Regions from separate parts of the Mus musculus genome. Here region 2 is linked to region 1. Evidence: chromatin contacts called from public HiChIP or PLAC-seq data. All regions are on one chromosome and are shown on one strand. The core of a region is the stretch at or near the end of the contact, and the rest is flanking DNA. Distances in the headings are between cores, read along the strand shown. Region 1 overlaps Ptpn13 (protein tyrosine phosphatase, non-receptor type 13). Region 2 holds the start of Slc10a6 (solute carrier family 10 (sodium/bile acid cotransporter family), member 6).

Region 1 (6,700 bases), core at 2,282-4,781:
CCACAGTGCCTTGCATATATATAGGAGCAGTCATGAAAAGGAGAAGGAATTGACTATCTGCACAGTGGACTGTCCACAACAGCAATACTACACACCGTGGTCTGTGACTCTATTCATGATATTGTCAAGAAAGTACTCCAGATGTTGCCTTCTTTGTAGGGTTTTTTGTTTGTTTCTTTTAGGATTATAGACAGTTTTAAACTGAATTTAGAACATAGGTTAAGAAATGCTATTAGTCGGCTGATCATGACCTGTCCAGTCAAAGGTTCTTGCAGTAAATTCATTCAGCAACAGCTTACAAACCTGTGTTCGTTAGCACTCTCAGCCCAATCGGTGCAGTAGAAGCATTGCTCTTGACTAAGTTATTGCTTTAGTTGACAAATTTAACCTTATGTCCATGTTGTTACTTGTAGAACCTTCAAGAATTAAAACCTTTGGATCAGTGTCTGATTGGACAGACAAAGGAAAACCGCAGGAAGAACAGATACAAAAATATCCTTCCCTGTGAGTTCCAGTGTGGGTCTGTGTGTGTGTGTGTGTGTGTGTGTGTGTGTGTGTGTGTGTGTGTTCCAGTGTGGGTCTAACTGTGTGTATCTGTGAGTTCTAGTGTGGCTCTAATCGAGTGTGTACGTGCAGTGAGTTCCAGACCAGCCTAGACCACATAGAGAAGCCACGTCTCTAGAAAGGAAAGGAGTCTAAGAAAGGTTTTAAATGGAGTAGATGAGGATTCAGCATTAAGGAGATGGGAGTTGTTATATGAGGCCAAAACCATGCAGATTTTATCTTAAAACCAGAACTGGGAAAACTATAAATACAAAGTAATTTATTGTTAGGAAGCAAACTGAACTAAGATGAAAGCCAAGCAATAAATCTTGAAACCCAATTTTAAAGGTTCATCCTTGGTTGCCACCACAACTAACTTATTAAATTTATAAATATTTAAACTATGAGGCCAGGTAAAGAAAGGTACTTGCCACCAAGGGGAGACAGACAGTCCTGTTAAGGTGTCTTCTGTCCTCCACATGTGTGGGTGGCAGCCACACACACACAAAAGCCACTCAAATAAATAATACAAAGTGACAAAATAAAAGATTCTCCTCACGTATCCACAAGATCTAGAGATGTCAGTCATGTCCCTAGCAGCCACTTTGACAGTGTCACTTCAGAGCGAGCTTTTGTTCTATGAAAGAGTTTGTTCCATCATTCAGAACCCTTGTCACTGGTATCTAAATACTGACAGAGAAGTAACAATGTTTATGTTTGTTTCCCTCCTTACTTACTGTGATGGTCTACTGTTTGTTAAGTTACTTTGTTACATGTTACCACACTTGTAATACAAACTCTATGTCAGTAAACCCCAAGTTTCATAGAAAGCCACCAAGCTGACATTTAGATAGAGTGTAACAAACACCATAAATATGATCTGGACTGCTGCTGGTTGAAATGCACATCATCAACACACACACAAGGAGGGCCCTAGGAACCATTGTAGTCATTGACTCCAGCTTCTTGTGAAACTTGTGGTGACAATACATGGTGGTGACATGCCCTTTTGCTGTGGACATTCACAGATGACACCACAAGAGTGCCTCTTGGAGATGAAGGTGGATACATCAATGCCAGTTTCATCAGGATCCCGGTGGGGACCCAGGAATTCGTGTACATTGCCTGCCAGGGGCCGTTGCCCACCACTGTGGGGGATTTTTGGCAGATGGTTTGGGAGCAGAACTCCACGGTGATAGCAATGATGACGCAGGAGGTGGAAGGAGAAAAGATCAAATGCCAGCGGTACTGGCCAAGCATCCTGGGCACAACCACCATGGCCAACGAGAGGCTGCGCCTGGCCCTCCTGAGGATGCAGCAGCTGAAGGGCTTCATCGTGCGGGTGATGGCCCTGGAGGATATTCAGGTCAGTCACTCGTCAGAAAGCAGACCTGCACGCTCTCCGGGAGGCCACAACAAAAGCAGGGCATCTACTATCTTTTATTTTTGAGACCAGGTCTCACGTAGCCCAGACTGGCCTCAAAGTCATTATACAGCTACAACAACCTGGAAGTCCTGATCCCCCTGCTTCTGTCTCCTGGGTACTGGGATTACAGGAATGTGTGATCCTGTCAAACCACACGCAGCTTCCAGTAGAGTTTTAAGAGTGGCCCTCATTCAGTTTCATCTGGTAGATGCTGTATTAGAACAAACATGGGGTTTTAACATGATCATCAGTCTGTGCTTAGGAATAAACAGCACAAAACAGTTCATAAACTGCAGTGTACATAGAACCATTACTGTTGTTGTTATTATTATTGTTGTTGTTTTTTTTCGGGATAAGGTTTCCCTGTGTAGCCCTGGCTGTCCTGGAACTCGATCTGTAGACCAGGCTAAGCTGGCCTTGAACTCTAGATTGGCCTACTTCTGGTTGCCAAGTGCTGGGATTAAAGGCATGTGCCAGCACACCTGATGAAACTTGCTTTGTTTAACACCTACAGGGTCCAATATCTAAGTAGACTAATTGAAGCTGTTTTAAGAAATCTGTGGCTATGAGAACACGTCCGGTGAAGGCAGCCTACATGTTTAGCGGGTGTGCACAGCTGTGCCATATCAGCTGTCATTGACACACTTGCCAGACACACTGGATAAAACTAGTGCATGCTAGCTTGTGATCGGCCTTTAGACAGAGCCAGCCGTCTGTCTCTTCAGTGTGGCATTCCCTCACCTGGTGCACCCTTCCCGGAAATATGAGCTATGCAAAGCCATGTTTGCTCATGAGTCTTTAACTTTCTTCAACGTTTCTTTGTTTTTCCTTCTCTGTGTGTATATGTGTTTGTGTGTGTACATAGATGTGTAGGTATGTCTGTGCGCACGTGTACGCTAGAGGCTGATGTAGGAATCTTCCTTCCTCTGTGGCTCTCTGCCTCCCTTGAGAAAGACTCGGCCACTGAACACGGAGCTCCCAGATTGAACTGCTCCGGCTGCCTTCCAGCCCCAGGAATCCTCCTGACTCCATCTCCCCAGCACAGGATTAAAGGGCAGTCCCCATGCCCAACTTTTTCTGTGGATGCTGGGGATGCAAGCTCAGACTCCATGCTTATGTGACAAGCACTTTACCCCTGAGCTTTCTTCAGCTTTTCTAGAAGGAAAACAAAACAAAACAAAAACAAAACAGTATGCTGATTCACTTCCATTGGCGACATATAAACGTGTTATGAGACTTTCCTTATTATTTACAAAGTGTCAGAGCTTTTATTCCTTTATGAAACCTAAACATTTTAGTTAACACATTTTAATTAATGCTCCTAGGTCCTGCCAGGTGATGTTTTGGCTCACACGAGCTTACCCATTGCTCAGATGAGCTTAGCACTTCGTGTTCCTCAGGTGACCTGATCATGAATCACAGTAGAGTAGTCCAACTCAAACCCTGGCATGGACCCCAGGTCCAGCATTTTAACAACAGGCAGACAGCCGTTCAGTACCCACATGGAGCTTGCTGCCTGCGTGGGCGTGGGCTGGCTGTGTTAGTCGTGCTGCTGGGAAAACAAAACCGAAAGGAAGGGTTGCTGGACTCTGAGATACAGGCTGTGTGTTCAACAACACAGGATGGCCTGAGAGGCTGCATTTGAGGAAAACGAAGCAGATAATAAAACCAGAGGATGCTGGGGGAGGAGGAGTTCTAATGGGAAAGAAAGAATAAAGTTCTGAGACTGACATTGCCAAACATATCACTTAAATGAGCCCACAGAGGCCTGGGTACCATCCCTAGCCACTAGGACTGGGCGGTGGTGATGCAGTCCGTGTATTTTTCAATCTGTTGTTGTCGGTTTTAGCCACAGTCTTGCTCTGTACCCTAAGCTGGCCTTGAATACTCCGTCCTCCTCTCTTGGTCTGAATACTGGAAATTAGGCATATGCCACCATACCCAGCTTTGTATGTTTATACCTTTTTATCTCTTCCATTTTTTCTTTTGATCTGATTCAATATACCACTCAAATTTGAAAGATGGAAATGATACTGTAAGGACCTGACTTAGGGACAGGTGACATTGTAACTCACTACATTTTACACTTTCAGACAGGGGAGGTGCGACATATTTCTCATCTGAATTTCACTGCCTGGCCAGACCACGATACACCGTCGCAGCCAGACGACCTGCTCACATTCATCTCCTACATGAGACACATCCGTAGGTCGGGCCCAGTCATCACACACTGCAGCGCTGGCATTGGACGCTCAGGAACCCTCATTTGCATAGACGTGGTCCTAGGCTTAATCAGCCAGGATCTGGAAGTAAGTACAAGATACGGCCGAGTGCTGGGCGATGTGACTGTCTAAATGTGTTGTTTCACCTTGTACAGACAGTAAGCTTCTCTGTGAGAGCAAGTCAGTACTGTTGCCATGACTACAGGAAATACCAAAGTCCAAAAGACAGTCCACTTTTAAAAAGAAAAATATTGAGCTTTGTCCTTGTTACCTATAGATAAGAAATTGGTAATTTTGTTTGAAAATTAATACTAATCTATTACTCTAAGTAGTTACTCTTAATTTTTAAATATTAATAAAGCAAGTAACAGTGTGATCTTACTTTGACTCTAATCTAAATTCGTATGAAACTTCCTTAATTGCCAAAATATCTTGTATTTAAATATATATATAGTTTTTGGATATAATTGTATATTGTATATAATCAATATATAGTATGTATATATATATGTATGTGTGTAGATAGGTAGATGATAGAGATATAGAGATTAAAGGGTCTGTCTCTTAAAGGGTTTTAGATGATGCAGTTCTATCCAGTTCTTGATACTCCTATAACCTATGATAACTGAAGTGGGGCACACCCAGCAGTCCAGTCTGCCCTCGTCTCAGACTGTCAAGCATCAGCTAAATTAAAAGGAAATGGAATTTTATTCTGGACATTAGTGTGAGGAATATTGCTTACATTATTTTTTTATAGTTTAAGAAATTAGCTAAATGTCAGAGGAAGAGAATGTGTATCAAAGACGTTCAAACATAGTAGACTCTAGTTCTTAGAAATACTGTATCATAGAAGGTCACTTCAGGAAGTCATTATACTGGAGAGTTTGACGAGTCGTGAGGAGGGGCAGGGGTGAGGACCCCACAGGGGACGCCTTCGCATCACCCAGCTTGTGTCTAACGCACCACTCTGTGTCCCGGCAGTTCGACATCTCTGACCTAGTGCGCTGCATGAGGCTTCAGAGGCACGGCATGGTGCAGACCGAGGTGAGGAGGACTTCTTCTGAGACTAATAGTTTAAAAGTTGCTCTTGAATTTGTATTCTCTTTCTGTCTGTCTTTCTGAGATGATCTTGCTATGGCCCAGGCTAACCTGGGCTCAAGCGCTCTTCTCATCTCAGCCTTCAGGTAACAGGATGACAGAGGAAGGCTCTACCCTTTGCCCAGTGATCTCTTTGAAGGTTTCCTTCCATGTTATAACATAAAACCAACATCTCTTGTCATAAAGGACCCTTCTATAGCATTAAGACTAATTCAGAAAAAAAAAAAGGGGGAATTTCAGACTATCATTTTAGATACTACCTTAAAATTTTTATTTTTTTAATGGAGAACAGGAGCTGGGGAGATAGCTCCTCAGTGAAGTACTGTCATGAGGTCCTAGGTTTGAGCCTCAAAACCTACACGAAAATCCAGGCATAGACTGGGAGGACAGACTCAGGCAAGTTCCTAAATTTATGAGCTCCAGCCATTGAGAGACCCTGTCTCAAAAAAGCAGGGGGTTAGGGGAGGGGCGGGGAGGCACCTACCCAGGGCTGTCATCTGGCTCCTCATGCATGCACACACAGGCACATACATACACAGACACACACACAGGCACATACATACACAGACACACACACAGGGAGGGAGGGGAAAGGTGGGGAGAGGGAAGAAGGGATGCAGTGTCCCCACTAAGTTGCTCATAAAGGGTGGACTTGTTGGAGGCTCCGAGTGAGAATGGCTCTGCCTGCTGCCTGATGGGGTTCCTCCCCATCTCAGTCACCAGCCTTTCAGACAGCAGCAGCTCAGAGAGGCCGAGAAGGACCGCAGGCCCTGCCAGACAGCCCCCACAGCTGTTTCTGTTGTGTTCACTCCTCTTTCCTAAAACTGAATGTACACGGCATCACCCCATCCCCAGCTGAAGCTACCGTCACAGGAAGTGAATGCACTGTGCTAGAGCCCAGCATGGCTAAGTCCTTCCTTCCTTCTAGATTGGAACTGTGAGGTAGACTTAAAGCAATCATTCTCGCTTCTCCACAGAGTCACATTTATCTGCCTCTTAAAAACATAGCCATTTCCGACTTTAACTTGGCCACTTTCCAGTCATGCTGAGTTTTGATTCAGATGAAGGCTCGGTAAGCCTTAAGCTGCTTTCTAGCTAAGGAAGCCATGCTGATCTGTATGTAAGAGCTCTTTTTGCCTGAGTGTTCATTCACAACATTTGAGATCTGAGCACCAGGAGTTTCTCCCAGTGCCTGGGACACACCACTGAATCAGACACACCCTGCCACAGAGCCCGAGACACTCCAGTGGGGCCCTGAGGATGACAGGCCATCCGGTGGCTCTGAAAGTGATAAGCACTTTAGCGTAGAGGTGTGAAGGAAGCCAGCCATTGCCGTCTGAGAACTGAATTCAGAACAGTGACACCATAAGAAAATAACTCCAGCCAGGCCCAGTGCCCCACCCCTCGGTGT
Region 2 (6,700 bases), core at 1,869-4,368, 36 kb after region 1:
AGGACAGCCAGGGCTACACAGGGAAACCCTGTCAAGAGAAAGGGAGAGAGAGGGAGAGAGGGAGAGAGAGAGAGAGAGAGAGAGAGAGAGAGAGAGAGATTGTTATCATCTCAATGCCAGTCTAGGCTATTGAATTTGAGACCTACCTGGGCAACACTGAAAGACCCTATCTCAAAATACACCAACAAATTGTGTTTAGGAAACTCAAAATCAAAATTTAGGAAAAAAAAAAAAAAAGCACAGGATATAGGCACGAAATGGTGGAGTACTTGCCAAAGAAAACACCTAACGTTTACTGAATGCCTACTGTGTACTGGCTCTGTGTCATATGTGCGTGTGTTACTTTAATCACATCTAAATGGTAGGGCTGGAGAGATGGCTCAGTGGTAAGAGCACTGACTGTTCTTCCAGAGGACCTAGGTTCCATCCCTAAAACCCATATGGTGGCAAACAGCCATCTATAACTCCAGTTCCAGAGAATTCAATACCCTTTTCTGGCTTCATTTGGAACCTGATATGCATGTGGTGCACAAACATACATGCAAGAAAAACATCCACATACATTAAAATAAGTGAATACTTTTTTTTTTAAGTTTAAAACTGATTAAGCCAGACAGGATGGCACACACCTTTAATCCTGGCACTCTAGAGGCAGAAGTATCTCTGAGTTCGAGCAAAGTGAGCTTGGGAACAGCCAGGACTACACAGAGAAACCCTGCCTCAAAAACAAAAACAAACAAACAAAACCCCAAAATCCCAAAACAAGCACAACAAAGCCTACTGAGGACAGAGTTGGTGCCAGACATGGTAGTACACACCTGTAATCCCAGCACTAGGGAATTGGAGACAACAAGAGCAGGAGTTCAAAGCCGGGCTGGGCTATATGAGACCTTGTCTCAATAAAACAAAAGCAAAATAAACAGTTGGTAACAAGAAACAAAAGGTTTCTTCCACACACTTTCTGTTCATTAGTGTGTTTGTGACAACGAAGATGAAGCAGGGGTACTGGTGATAAATATTCTCTTACGCAGAAGTGTTTCAAAACACTGCTAAAGACTTCAGATCTTACTCCAGATGATGCAGTTGTGCTGCCAAACGTCATGGGGAAAACTAAGTTACAAACAGATATAAAACCGATGCAAATTCCAGCGTGAGCTCTGCTCTATTCTTTGCAGCTATTGCTGAGCTACTAAACTGACTTGAATCTTTTTTTTTTCTTTCAGAATAATAAAAGGTCACTTACAAGGTGACTATGAGAATCCGGGAGAAGGTGAAGCCCACACCTCCCCAGGACCTCTGAATACCAGTTTCCTTTCTTTCCAGAAGTCCTCAGGGCCTGGACTTCATCACTGTCAGGTGAGTGTTGATGGACAACTTCATTGAACTTCAAGTAAGGGGCATTAGGAGTGGAGATACAAGGTAATCAAGAATTTCCTTTTGAGTCTCTTGTAAGTGAGTGACTAAGAGTCATTACCATACAAGACAGGTTAATTACCTGTCTATGTGGTATGCACCTATTAAAATGTATAAGTGAAATCTGTTCCATATACGAAATATTCAGTATGTGCAAGAGAACTAGAAACCAAAACTGAAGCTGACTCACTGATGTCAACTCCCATTTCAGTCACAACTGCTGACTCCATTCATTCATTCATTCATTCATTCATTCATCCTGGGGTAAATCTCCAATGGTGTGTACATGCAAAGATTTAAATTTATATGGTGCATTTTCTCCAGGCAGGATTTAAGCGCACTTACAAGCAAAGAATCTAGAAAGACCATTGTTTTTAACTCTCCATCCCCCTCCCCCAATACTGACTCATCTAGTCTTTCTTCAAAGGCTCTTCTCTTTCCCTCTTTCCCATCAAAATATTTGACTTCAAAATTGTGATTCATTCACCCTTGTTAACATTTGAGTAAATGGTAAAGTTCAATTTCTCCTGGACTATTGATCTACCCCATAGCAGGAATCAGCTCTGGCTTAAACCTAGGAAGCAAAGGCAACAAGGTGTTTTTCATCCTGGGGTTCCAAGTGCTCCCTAAATCACACCAGTCACATCTATCAGGTACTCCAGAGTCCTTGTGCATGGACCTAAAACGTTACCTCGAAACAAGGATATTTTGGAAACACTGCTGAGAGCGAAGTAGATAAAGAGAGACCAAAAAAAGAAAACGAAAAAGAGCCAGGTGGGTTTCATTTGGTTGATATCTCTTGCTGCCACCACCACCATTAGCATCAGCTGTGTGGGATAATTGGTGACGTCCTGGGAAATTATTGTTAGAGATGCCAAAAGGCATGGGACGAGTCTATGCTTAGGAGAGGTCCTTACTGCATACGAACCAAGTGCTTGCTCAGGATAGAAAAGGCTGCCATGAAAGCAGAAGCTAGCTAATCACAGCAGAGCGAGCTCGGGCTCAGAGAGTCTGTCCAAGGCTCAGTGATGTTTGAAGTACTTCCCACTCAGAGCTACCCAGAGATTGCTTAAATCTTTTCTTTAAGCACAACTGTGTGCCCCAGACTCCCAGACAGAGATGGGGCAACCCTGCAGAGCTTCCCTTCTGTCGACTTACCTGAGATCCATATCTCCATCAACCCAGAAGGTGAGAACATTAGAGATGGTGCCCCCAGGGCAGCTCCCCATCATGAGGACAGCAATAGCTTGGAATGGTTTCAGACCGAAGCCAATGGCTAACAGATAAGCTGTCAGAGGCATAAGTCCAAACTGGGAAAGCAGGCCCACTGCGATGCCCCAGGGTCTTCTGAGGTGCAACCAGAGCTTCTGACTCTCCACAGAACATCCAAAAGAGAACATGACCAAACCCACCATCACAGCCGAGAGCACTGTAAAAAGCAGCTTTAGATTCGCATGGCCCTCCATTCCCACGGGCGGGTCTTCCTCCGTACTGTTGACAGGGCAGGTGGAGTTGCCCGCACAGTCTGTGCTCATCTCCTCTCATGAATTAGAACACAGGAACACAAAGGAACATGAGTAGCAAGCACTGGGCAGGTCTTCCCAGACACAGTTCCTAATAACGCAACAAAGTAACACGTGGAGAGTCCTTCCAGTTGCTATTGGCTAACCACATGCTAATCTGATCAAGTTATTCCCAAGGGACTTGGTAAAAGTAATGTGCTTGGGCAGGAAACACAGCAAATGATGGGAAGCTGGGCTTTCCACTCTAATTTCGCTAGCCACTGAGCGTTCAATGCTGGGAATGAGACAGATGAGCATATTGTCAGCTGGAATGCCTGGCCCATGTCGACAGTGGCACATCGTGTTCTAGGGAAGTAGGCCAGATGCCAAGACATCACTTCTCCAAATGCAGCAGGGATTTCAAACAGCAGGGCTGTGATGTTATGCTGACTGAACGACTAAGTCAGGAAAAAACAAGGAGAGCTGTGCCAAAGCCGCGCCTCCCTGGCCGGCCTGACAGCCGGCATTCACAAAACACTTCAGATAGTAAAGAGAAGCAGGCCAGCCTGGAAAACATCAGAGGCTGAGGATCAGTTCAGGAGACTTTAAATTGGCCCTTTCTTTTTCTTCTGTCATTTCTCTGAGGATTTGTGTCTAAAGCCAATAATTAGACACCTGTGAGAATAGAATAAAATGGAATTAAACACTTGGTTGTGTCTCATAAAACGTGTGGAAACTCGTTTCCCTCCCAACACAATTCAAGGGAGCTGTCTTCTTCTTTTGGAGACTTAAGTCAACTTTGAGACACGCACCCTTGGGCCACCTAGTGAAGTCTGGGAGTCTTGCAAATGTTCCCTTGGAGAGTGTAGTCTGAGGACCACTTCTGATGCTGTGCACCATGGCCCATTCTAAGCTGAGGGAAAAGCAGACCACAACAGTATGGTTCTGGGAGATCAAAGTTCAAAACTATCAGCTGCCACCCTCTTCCCGCTGACAGCAGAGGTGTTTTTGTTTGTCTCTTTGTTTGTTTGCAGTGTGCTGAGTGAGAACAAGGCTCATTTTGTCAACCCCTCCCCTTCCTTAAGAGAGATACTTGCTGGGCTTCTTCTTGGTTTGGCAAACCGGTTCCATGACAAAATGACCATGGCGGCATGCTGACTCCACTTGTTCACAGGTTGAGTGCAGGTGAAATGTAAAGACAAGCTACAGAAGACACATCCCAACAGCAGCTCAGTCAGGCTCTGTCTCAGCCCACGACACACACAAGAGAAAAAAAAATTCTACCAGTGAGGAGGCAGACACAGGAAAATCCCTGGAGCTCAGTGGCCAGCTGCTCTTGCCAAATCGGTGCGCTCCAGGATTGGTGAGAGACCTTGTCTCAAAAAATAAGGACAGTGTATTAGTCAGGGTTCTCTAGAGTCACAGAACTTATGGATAGTCTCTAGATAATAAAGGAATTTATTGATGACTTACAGTCGGCAGCTCAATTCCCAACAATCGTTCAGTCACAGCTGTGAATGGAAGTCCAAGGATCTAGCAGTTACTCAGTCTCACGCAGCAAGCAGGCGAAGGAGCAGGAGCAAGAGCTAGACTCCCCTCTTCCAATGTCCTTATATTGTCTCCAGCAAAAGGTGTAGCCCAGATTAAAGGTGTGTTCCACCACACCTTTAATCCCAGATGAAAGGCATAGCCCAGATTAAAGGTGTGTTCCTTAACTCGGAGATTCAATCTTCTGGAATCCATAGCCACTATGGCTCAAGATCTTCAAACCAAGATCCAGATAAGGATCTCCAAGCCTCCAGATAAGGGTCACTGGTGAGCCTTCCAATTCCGGATTGTAGTTCATTCCAAATATTGTCAAGTTGACAACCAGGAATAGCCACTACAATCCACCCCTTGTCAACTTGACACAAATAATATCTCATGTTCACATGAAACAATAACAAGGTTGTAAATACGCCTAACTTGATATAACTATCCCTCGTACAATCGCAAACGCATTAGTAAATTTACAATGGGCATTCATATTACTTTATAATCCTCGTTTCTGCAACTGGTTACGTGGCCTTAATTGGTATTTATAACTACCTTCCTCTACTACCCATTCTGTATTTCCTTCACCTTCAGCCAGCACCTCAGCAGGTCTTGGCTCTTTTCCTGGAGGATTGACCCATACCTTCATTCCTGATGGGTCTGCGTCCTTTGTCATCCTGCTTGGATTAGGCTGTTGTAGTTTCCCATTGACTTTAATCACAGGACATGGTAGTACTAAGAGACGCCCTAAGGGATCTCCTGCACTCCAGACATAATCTTGCTTACCACCATTGTGAAGAGGTAATCCAATTTCCCCATGGTAATCTGGATCTATCACCCCTCCTAACACTGTTATTCCTTTTTTAGCCTGTTGGTTTAAGGGCATTAGAAGCCCAAAATGACCAGGGGGAAGTCTGAGCTTCCAGTTCAATGAAATGTTTGTTGTAGCTCCTGGTAGGAGCACTCCCCTCTCTGGAGCCAAAACTTCTAAGCCAGCAGAACCTAGAGTTATGGGGACAGGAAGCAAAAATTTTCCTAGAGGGTCACTAGGAGTGATAGTAAGTGGAACTATTCCGTTTTCCACCCCTTGATTCCTGGACCCATGAATCCTGGCTATGGGTGAAACTGTACCATATATCGAGCGCTGATTCAAAGCATATACTGCCTTCTGAAGAACTCTGCCCCAGCCTTCCAAGCTGTTACCACCTAATTGGCGCTGTAACTGCGTCTTCAAAAGGCCATTCCATCTTTCTATCAGCCCAGCTGCTTCAGGATGATGGGGAATGTGGTAAGACCAGTGAATTCCATGATCGTGAGCCCACTGTCGTACTTCTCTGGCTGTGAAATGAGTTCCTTGGTCAGAAGCAATACTGTGTGGAATACCATGACGATAGATGAGGCATTCTGTCAGTCCGTGAATGGTGGTTTTAGCAGAGGCATTACGTGCAGGAAAGGCAAATCCATAACCAGAATAAGTATCTACTCCAGTAAGAACAAAACGCTGTCCTTTCCACGAAGGAAGTGGTCCAATGTAGTCAACCTGCCACCAGGTTGCTGGCTGGTCACCTCGAGGAATGGTGCCATATCTGGGGCTCAGTGTTGGTTTCTGCTGTTGGCAGATCTGGCAATCAGCAGCAGCTGTAGCCAGGTCAGCCTTGGTGAGTGGAAGCCCATGTTGCTGAGCCCAAGCATAACCTCCATCTCGACCACCATGGCCACTTTGTTCATGTGCCCATTGAGCAATGACAGGGATGGCTGGGGAGAGAGGCTGATTGTCCACAGAACGGGTCATCTTATCCACTTGATTATTGAACTCCTCCTCAGCTGAAGTCACCTTTTGGTGAGCATTTACATGGGACACAAATATCTTCACATCCTTTGCCCATTTGGAGAGATCTATCCACATACTTCTTCCCCAGATGTCTTTCTCACCAATTTTCCAATTGTGATCTTTCCAAGTCCCTGACCATCCAGCCAATCCATTGGCTACAGCCCATGAGTCAGTGTATAATCGTACATCTGGCCATTTCTTCTTGCAAACAAACTGTAATACCATGTGTACTGCCCGAAGTTCTGCCCACTGTGAAGATTTCCCTTCACCTGTGTCTTTCAAGGTTGTCCCAGAAAGGGGTTGTAATGCTGCAGCTGTCCACTTCTGGGTGGTGCCTGCATAACGTGCAGAGCCATCAGTAAACCAGGCTCTAGTCTTCTCCTCTTCGGTCAGTTGATCATAGGGAACACCCCATGAGGCT

The links. HiChIP or PLAC-seq counts read pairs in DNA pulled down with a chosen protein or histone mark.
Region 2: an H3K27ac HiChIP or PLAC-seq map of heart atrium shows a contact between it and region 1, with 14 read pairs. The contact joins the promoter of Slc10a6 here to the enhancer-like site in region 1. A contact is called at or near these places in 1 of 39 promoter capture datasets (macrophages), 1 of 15 datasets of contacts at CTCF or cohesin (the NIH/3T3 cell line), 3 of 484 Hi-C or Micro-C datasets (muscle stem cells and uterus), 2 of 115 datasets of contacts at active chromatin or transcription factors (embryonic stem cells and heart atrium) and 2 of 9 other capture datasets (adipose tissue and pancreatic islet).

Annotation. Positions count from the first base shown.
Region 1 is chr5:103,589,445-103,596,144 of GRCm38.p6, forward strand. Ptpn13 (protein tyrosine phosphatase, non-receptor type 13) reads left to right here. Exons shown (of 48, transcript NM_011204.2): 44 at 414-504; 45 at 1,572-1,909; 46 at 4,063-4,278; 47 at 5,173-5,235. Among named protein-coding and RNA genes, the nearest start is that of Slc10a6, 37 kb to the right of the region's middle. Within about 2 kb of position 3,532, at least 56 of the 459 cell types and tissues checked have an H3K27ac peak or open chromatin away from gene starts, as enhancers often do. A contact at or near this core is called in adipose tissue, heart atrium, muscle stem cells and 1 more, where this site is marked.
Region 2 is chr5:103,626,285-103,632,984 of GRCm38.p6, forward strand. It overlaps Slc10a6 (solute carrier family 10 (sodium/bile acid cotransporter family), member 6), which reads right to left and starts at 3,119. Exons shown (of 6, transcript NM_029415.2): 1 at 2,572-3,119. The coding sequence starts at 2,948.